2 separate regions of the Rattus norvegicus genome follow, and region 1 is linked to region 2. Evidence: chromatin contacts called from public Hi-C data. All regions are on one chromosome and are shown on one strand. Each heading gives the region's core, a stretch centred on a gene start, on an enhancer-like site or on the middle of the called end of the contact. The rest is flanking DNA. Distances are from core to core; before and after follow the strand shown. Region 1 holds the start of Kyat3 (kynurenine aminotransferase 3). Region 2 holds the start of Gbp2 (guanylate binding protein 2).

Region 1 (3,954 bases), core at 227-2,726, 360 kb after region 2:
AAAGAAATAATAAAGGTGGCATTCCATCATGTGGTCAGTTTAATTATATCAGAAACTAGGAACACAGTGTTCATGAAGCATATCCTGTGTTTTGAAATAAGGAACTAGCAGCTTACTGTGATGGTTGTATGTAAAAAAGAAAAAAGAGAAAGAAAAGTGACTGGGCAGCCACTTGACCTAAAAAAACCTTCAAAATGAACTGTGACGTTTCCCAATCCAACCACAGCAGTATCAACAGAACACCAACTGGCAGATAAATCCATTCTGGATCATCCTGAGTTTTAGGTCCAAAAAAAGAAAACTGCAATAATCCCAAAAGTGGGCACTGACTCGATTCAAAATGGAGTCTTGTCTCACCTCAAGCTCCGCTGTAGAACTGCAGGGAGACAAAAGTTCACCCTCATTCCTCAGGGACCTGTGAAACTTTCTTTTTGCCAGGAAAAGCCACTTGCCTACATGGTGCCTACCAAAGCCACAGGTCCTTCCAGACCCCTCCCCTTGTACCCTTAACTTCCAGGCTATTCCAATTCACATGGGGACGTGCGCGCGTAGGCGCACGCGCGCGCGCGCGCGCACACACACACACACACACACACACACACACACACACACACACACACACACTGCAGCTACCAGTTTTTCTTTATAACGCACAAGGGTTTTCCATGTTCCCGCTTAAAATGTTTCTTCCCACCCACGGGTAGCTCAGTTCGGCGGCCTCCCTGAGCCATCGCTTACAATGAGCTCATTTAATGTTCTTGACAAAACAGAGGCAGCTGGCTCACTGTGGCAAGGACAGGGATCCAAACCATCCCACCTGCTGTTGCTCTCTCCTACAGGCTGTAGGACACAGCGTCCAGCCACTCTCATGACTTCCAACACTTTAAACTCCTTTAAATGCAAGAGGAAGAAAATCTAACCCTCAAGCTCTGCTCTTAACGAAAAGAGCCCCCACCCTAGTCCCAAGCAGTGTCTCTGTGGTCATCCTTTCCCTCCTTGTCCGGGTTTTGTCCTTAATTACTAGGTGTCTAGCCGCTTCAGTGTGGCTTCCTCCGCCCATTAGGTCCTGCATCACTTTATTGTTCCGAAGGAAAGATATCCTTCTCCCTCCTCTCGCCCCATCAGAGGGGACAAATAGACACCTACAAGCCCTTTTGCACACCGCACAGGCCAGCCTCTCAAGCATCTTCCAAAGTCTTTCACCCGGAACCTGCTTCAAATCCACGCAGCAGAGATTTAAAATCAGGCCTGTCCCAAACAGTCCCACACTACATTTGATTCCTGATGCTCAACCAAGGCCACGCCGGGTCCCCTAGCCTGGGAGCTTCACTGGCACAGTGAGCTCCAGGATTGGAGAATGCCGTAGCCAATCCGTATCCTCAGTTCTGATGCCCGAGCCAATCCCCGAACAGAGTCAAGCACCGCCTCCACCCCGCCCCCTCAATCCTCAGGAAGGTTTTTGTTGCAATCTGCTTCTGGGTCCTCGTGTGCTTTTCATCAGGGACCCCTGCGACACCTAGCGATCTCCGGACTAAAGCCAGGGCTGCATTCAAACCAGGAGAACGACGTAAGCGGGCGCGGGACACGGTGCGCGGTGACGCGGCCCGGGGCGTGCAGAGTTTGCGGAACCCGGAGCCAGAGGGAGGTCGGCGGGCTGGAGGAGCGCTCCTACGAGGTCGGACCTCAGAGGAGACTGTGAGGGTCTACCTTGGGGTTGACAGGCTTTTCTTTGGAGAAAGAAGGGCTCTGAGATAACTGGACCCCAGTCCTCCCTTGTCCCTCTTACTCTTGATTGTATGTTTTGAGGTATTTAGAACGCACTCTTGCAAGGTCAATACTGACTTCAGTTCATCCGTGATAGATTTTTGTGTTTGCTTTTTGAGACAGTCTTTTGTTCTCGAAGTAGTTATGTAGTAGCGAAGGAACTTTTCAATCCTCCTATCTCCACTCCCACACCCCTGACACACACACCCACACACCCAGTGCTAAGATTGGAGGTGTACACCACCGCTACTGGTTTTATTCCGTGCCTGGGTTGGAGCCCAGACCTTCGTCCCTACTAACTAAGCTGCCTCCCTAGCCCAGGTAAAACGGAAGTTCAAGGTTGATGAGGGAAACTAAAGCAGTTAAAACAGAAGCTTGAGCTGAGATTTTCCGAGCTTTTCAAAAGACAAAAGCAATCTTATCAGTAATGTATGAAGGTCAAGCATTCCTGCAGATCTGAGCTTCATGACCCTAACTAACTCGATTCTGCGTTCCACCTATATAGACTCTGCTCCACCATCTGATGGGTAGGTGACTCACAGGAAGCTTGCTCCGGGCCGCAGGCTGCAGCCAGCCAGTCTGTAAATCTTTTGAACTTTTGCCTGTGTGCTGTATCCTAATCCCTACATCAGGCAGCCATACAGCTTCTCTTGTGAGAAATGTATGCTTACACGAAATGCCACTTTCACGCGGCATTAAAGCTGTTTTTAAATGGTGCCTCTTAACTCCTATGCTGATAAACGTGGCTGTATTCTTTCCCTGCTTCACCTCTTCATGTGGCCTTGAACGTCTCTTTGTACTTTGTAAGCCAGAACCCTGTTCGCCTCCCTCTGTTGCAATTCGTGAACTTTATAAACATTCTAGAAGTGGACTAACAGGTGTGGCGTGTGGCTGTGGCGAAAACAAATGGGACCCACTGGTTAGCACCAGCCCTTTGAGGAGTTATCTCTGATAGTCTTTCTTGAGCTTGCAGATACCTGAAGATTCTGGACTTTTTCAAATTACTAACACTCTAACTATTCTTTGTGTTGTGTACACCACCTGTGGGTCAGGTTTGGAACTTGCTAGTTTGAGTAGTAAGTTCAGAACATTAAACTTTTGCCGAGTTTAAACTGATTTTTGAATGCTTTGCCTACCTTTGAGATTTGCATTTTTTTCTTCAACTTTTGATCTCTAGGTTGTCCACAGTCTTCCTTCTGAATCAGTCCTCCCTAGAGATGATAAAATGGTAGTTTTATTTTTCTGTTGATCCATGTGTATCTGACATGGGTTTCATATTTAATATACCCTGTGCCATTATTAGATTAGCTGGGTCACCCTGATTTATGTCTCTCTGGTTTTCTTCACAGACCCTTGTGCTTAGAGAGAAACCAAAAGCCAAGTACCTTTTTTCTTCGAATTTAATGATATCTGAATGTATGTGTTTAGTTTATCTGTGAATATCAATATACAGTGTTAATTGCATTCAAGCAAACACATTATTTAAAAAAAAATCAAAACCATCCAGATGTAATGACACAGGCTGGTAATCCCACCTGGGAGGGGAAGGCCAGAGGATCAGGAGTTTAAGATCATCCTTGACTTGAGGATAGCCTGGGCTGTATAAGACCTTGTCTCAAAAATAAATAGGAAAACTAGCTTGCTTCTCAGGCTCAGAATCTATAACTAAATAAAGAGGGTTTGCCCCCTTGGTGATTGAGAAGCTAATAAGCCAACTTGGCAATAAAAGGATGGAAAAAGTTAATTATTTCTAGCAAGTTTGGAGCACACTATATTTAATCCTCAAAGTAGTGTTTCCCAAGTCAAAAATCACGGGGGCGGGGTGGCTAACTACACCTATACCCGCTTCTTGGGAGGCCAAAGGTGGGGCTAAGCCTAGCCTGGAGCTACAGAAGGAATTGGAGACAGTTCAGTTTGACTAAGCTACAAATTAAAATAAGAACTGGGGATTTAACTAAGACTGCTAGCTAGAGAGCTTTGCCTAGCTTGTGCACGACCTTAGGTTCGAAGAAACCGGGGAACTTTTTCCAGGGAAAGCATTGGCATTTGCATAGACAAGACTTGTCATCATGTGTGCAAATCAGTACACAAGTCCTAATGTGTGCACAGCAAGCAAGTCCTAATGTGTGCACAGCAAGTACTCTACCCAGCCAGCCATGTCCCACCCCTTCCTAATCTAAGATTTGATGG
Region 2 (4,570 bases), core at 748-3,247:
AGTGGGAGAAAATTCTCCTGGCAGAATGCATGTGTACGTGGGACTTTCCCCTCCTCCACTTAGAGAACTTCTTCCTTCGTTTCATGCTTCAGCCTACTGTGTTTCCTTTCTAATCTCCCTTTTTAATTTTTTAAAATCCCTTTCTCCTTCTAAGAGTTTTTAGAATGACTTCCACAGTCACAGAATGGATAACTCAAATTAAATTTCTTCCCATTCTTCTGAGAATCATGAGCACAGTCCCACCTCTTTTGAAACCAAGCTGCACCATTATCTGCCTTTTGCTGCTATGACGTAATTTGCAAGTCTCTGAGGTTAAATGCTTTCTACAATGTAGCAGAAGCATGGGGTAAGTGAAAGCCGTTAATACAAAAATGATCAGCCTACCATAAGTGTTTCAAATGCATGGTATACATTGTTCATAATGTGATAGAATCCTCTGCTGAATTCCCCTAAGAGGGGCGTGCATTTGAAGACTCTCAGCTGTCACCCAGGCTTCCAATGATGAGGGCATCAACTCTGCAGCTGAACCTTTCGAGTTACCGTACCTCACAAAGGAGATGGCATAGTCATGGGGATCATTCCTTTTATGGAACACAGAGACACAAAGACACTTTCTGTATCATTATTTTTCTGGTGGTGGCATTAAACCCAGGGCTTTTAAGAAACCCTTCTGGCGATACACTAACTTATAGACGAGCAGTGGGTGGTATCATGTTTCTGTAGCATACTTTTGAGTGCATGCTGGTATCATGTGTGCTTGTAGAAAGAGCTCAACACTTGTACCCAGAAAATTTTGAGTCTGGCCTATTGTCTGATTTATTTTAGGTCCAAGGAAGGTTTTAAGTACCAGTCAGTGGGTAGACCAGCCTGAGAGTTAATTAGATGCCTTCAGAACTTCAAAGCACAGTTTTTGGACACTGTTCACAGCCACAGTGCCAGTGACTCCTCAACTCCATGGCCATTCCAAGCCTGAGTTCAGAGACTCACAGACCTCTGTTTCAGAATTTTAGAGCAATAGTGGCTTCCCTCAGCCTCTGAGAGAAGTAATTTACACTCAGTAGTTTAGGGGTCAGGGCTCTGACTCACTTCTTTCTAAGGAAACACACTGCAAAACAAGACTGGAAACCCCGCCCCTTTAAGCTTAGAAACCAAAAAAGTATCCCTTTTGTTTACCCTTAAAACTTTACTGACTGAGGAACATTTAAGAGATGCTGACATTGTTTGGGGAGTGTATATAATGTTAACGGAGATTATTCTAGTCCAAAAGGCAAATGAAGGAACAAAGGAGTCAGCTGATTTCCCAGCATTTGTTTAAAGGAACTCAGGTTCACTTTCACTTTCAGTGATACTTTTTCCTCTCTCCTTTCCTCTTTTTCCTTCCTTCTTCCCTCATTGCTCTTTTTTTTTTTTTTGGTTCTTTTTTTCGGAGCTGGGGACCGAACCCAGGGCCTTGCGCTTCCTAGGCAAGCGCTCTACCACTGAGCTAAATCCCCAGCCCCTCCTCATTGCTCTTTCTAATTCTAACCCCTTTCTTCCCATCTTCACTCTTTCACAGTACAGAGAAATGGTCTTGAAACCATTCAGGTCCTCTTCCGAATTGTACAATCTCTTGGTAACTGCCCAGCTCAGTGGGGCTTGCAACTTCCCAAAACACTAATGCACAGACAAAAAAGGACCTAAACTAAGGTAACCACCCCGTCTTCAGTAAGGGATTTTGGAACCACACCCTCTTCAGTAAGGGATTTTGGAACCACACCCTCTTCAGTAAGCGATTTCAGAGCCACACCCTCTTCAGTAAGCCATCACCTTGGATTGTAAACACCTGTGAGAACTGTGGTGGAAAACTGCACCACTTGGCAGTTTCTACTTGAGAAATCCCTGAGCCCTTCTCTGAGGAGCAAACCCCTCACTCCCCCCATTGTGGTTGAGTCATCCTTCTAACCCAACCCATTAGGAAGTTTTTTAGTTTCACTTTCATTGTCTTAAGCGTTTCTCTATAAAAGATCTAACTCTTCACAAGTTCTCTGGAGACAATTTGGAACTTCCTAGGTTATGACAGGGTTTTTGCCACAGAGCCCGTGAAAAAGGACAGAGTGATCAGCAGCCTGACCCTGAACCTGTCAGGCATTCTTCTCTAAAGAATTTCGTTTAAGGTAAGACAGAGGCAGGGGTGGAAAAGCATTTAGTAGACTGCTGGTTGGAGGCTGAATGTGAGTGGGGGCTGGTCTGGTTGACAGAGGTAGCCTTTCCCCTAATGTCCATGGCAAAATAAAGTCTGCTTAAGAAGACTCCACACTGAAGGCATACGTGTTTTAAGGTTCATATTGCTTTTTTTTTTTAAAGATTATCTTTACTGTCTAATGAAACTCAGACAGAATCCCTGAACTTGTTTTCAGTGTCTACCAGTGTAAAAAGCGACAGTTCTCCCGTTGGTAATCTATGGAGCTATAAAATCTTTGTGTATATTATTTTGAATATATCTATATCTATACAAAATTTGCTCCTTGAGAACATCATGTATGTCATGTGGTTTTGATTGTATATATTCCCTACTCTTTTCTTCATCTCCTCCTACCCATCCCCCACTTGATTGCTACCCAGTTTCATGTCCTATTGAGTCCTTACTGCAGCTCATTCAGGTGTGGGCATAAGGCCACCTAGTGGAGTTTGGGTAACTTACCAGGGGCCATATCACTGAAGAAAAGCAACCCTATCTTTTCTAGCAGCTATTACCTGCCAAATACCACCCAAGTTATGCTTGGGGCTTCCTGAGCCTCTCACATATCTATGGTGGAATTTTGACTGCTGGATATTATGCAGGCTTTCTTATTTCTTCTTCTTTTTTTGTTTTGTTTTGTTTTGTTTTGTTTTGTTTTTCAAGATAGTGTAGCCCTGACTGTCCTGGGAATCACTGTGTAGACTAAGCTGTCCTCAAACTCAAAGATCTGTGTGCCTCTGCTTCCCCAGTGCTGGGTTTAAGGCATGTGGCAACAACCATCCAGCTTTATGTGGGTTTTCTATAGGCAGCCACAGCGGCTGTGACTACATAAGTTCAAAGACTTCATGAGTTCATGTTCCAGAAGAACTGCTTCATCTCGAAGCAATGAATACACACCATGTGATATTTTTGCTATAACTACCATTGTGTACTGGAAGGAGCCAAAGCTTTGGGAGGAATCTCAACTCTAGGGCAACATAGGAAAGATATGAGCTGGAAGACTCTGTGGTAGCAGAAAGTACCATGGCACTGGGAATGTCATGGAAGTCTGCCAGGCAAGCACAGGATGCAGCTGAAGGAGCCTCAGTGAACACAGGGAACCAGCCAGGCAATAACATTAGGAATGGCCACAAAGGACTACAGCAGCCGGAATGAAATAAGTACTTAGCAGTCTGTACTGCAACCCAAGGAATGAATGAATGAATGAATGAATGAATGAGTGGATGTAAGTATGAGCAATACTCCTACTTGTTGTTGATCCCCAGTTAATATCTGGCATGATGAGAGGAGACAGTCATCTGTAAGCAGATTTTACAGTGGTTAATTTATAAGCTTGAACTGTTAGAAGACGCAGAAAGAAGTGGTGAAACTACATGAAGTACGGTGGGGTTTGAGTGTACTAAGTGTCTTTCTAAAGGCAGCTTCAAATATCTGTATATTTATACATATGTACACATCTATCTTTTTACATATATCTATACATCTATGTATACATATATACACATACCTACACCCACATATTTATATACCTACACAAACATATGTATATACCTACACACACACATATATAGCTACACATGTACACACACACGTACATACATATACATCTACACACACACACTCACACACACATACACACACACATACACACACACACACACACACACACACACACACCCTCACACACACACACATGGGGGGGGATATTTGGTCATTTGGTGGTTCTAATCATTTTTTGAGGAATCTCCATGCTGCTTCCTACTGTGGTCCCAGCAGTTTACAATCCCACTGGCAATGCAGACGGCTCTCATTTCCATACCCTTGAAAACCCTTCTTATTTGTTTTCTTTATGCAGGATATTCTCAATGGGGTGAGATGGGACCTCAATGCGCTTTTCACCTTTATTTCCCTGGTGATTAAATCCTAAACATTTTTCCAAGTATTTATTTGCTATTCAAGTGATGATTTTGATTACAGAACAGTGAACAGTTCTTGACAGGTAGCCCCTTAATTAAGAGACCATATTGAAAAGAGTACTATCAGAGTAAGTCATGTCCACATCGTTCATCCTTTGATGGGGGCCTTCTTCCCCTTTAGATACCAGTAGAATTTCAAGCTAACATTAAGGAAGGGTACTCTACAAAACAATGGCTGTCTATTCCTCTAAGCTATCATGTAATGAAGGATAAAGAACAAGGATCTACTGAGGATAAAAAGAAGCTGAAGAGATTTGAGGATGAAGAAGGGATCCTGGATTAGGTCAGGAAGCAGAAAAAGGGCATTAGTAAAACTCTGACTTAGGAGGTATAAGGTATGCAGCCTCATTAGAGGTGTTGGTAAAAATCCTGTAAA

Evidence for each region. Hi-C and Micro-C count contacts between places; a contact is called where the count stands out from the background.
Region 1: a Hi-C map of mammary epithelial cells shows a contact between it and region 2, with 2.8 times the contacts expected there. The contact joins the promoter of Kyat3 here to the promoter of Gbp2 in region 2. A contact is called at or near these places in 3 of 12 Hi-C or Micro-C datasets (the A7r5 cell line, Schwann cells and mammary epithelial cells).

Annotation. Positions count from the first base shown.
Region 1 is chr2:234,360,880-234,364,833 of GRCr8, forward strand. Kyat3 (kynurenine aminotransferase 3) reads left to right here and starts at 1,477. Exons shown (of 14, transcript NM_001015037.1): 1 at 1,477-1,567.
Region 2 is chr2:234,003,730-234,008,299 of GRCr8, forward strand. It overlaps Gbp2 (guanylate binding protein 2), which reads left to right and starts at 1,998. Exons shown (of 11, transcript NM_133624.2): 1 at 1,998-2,153.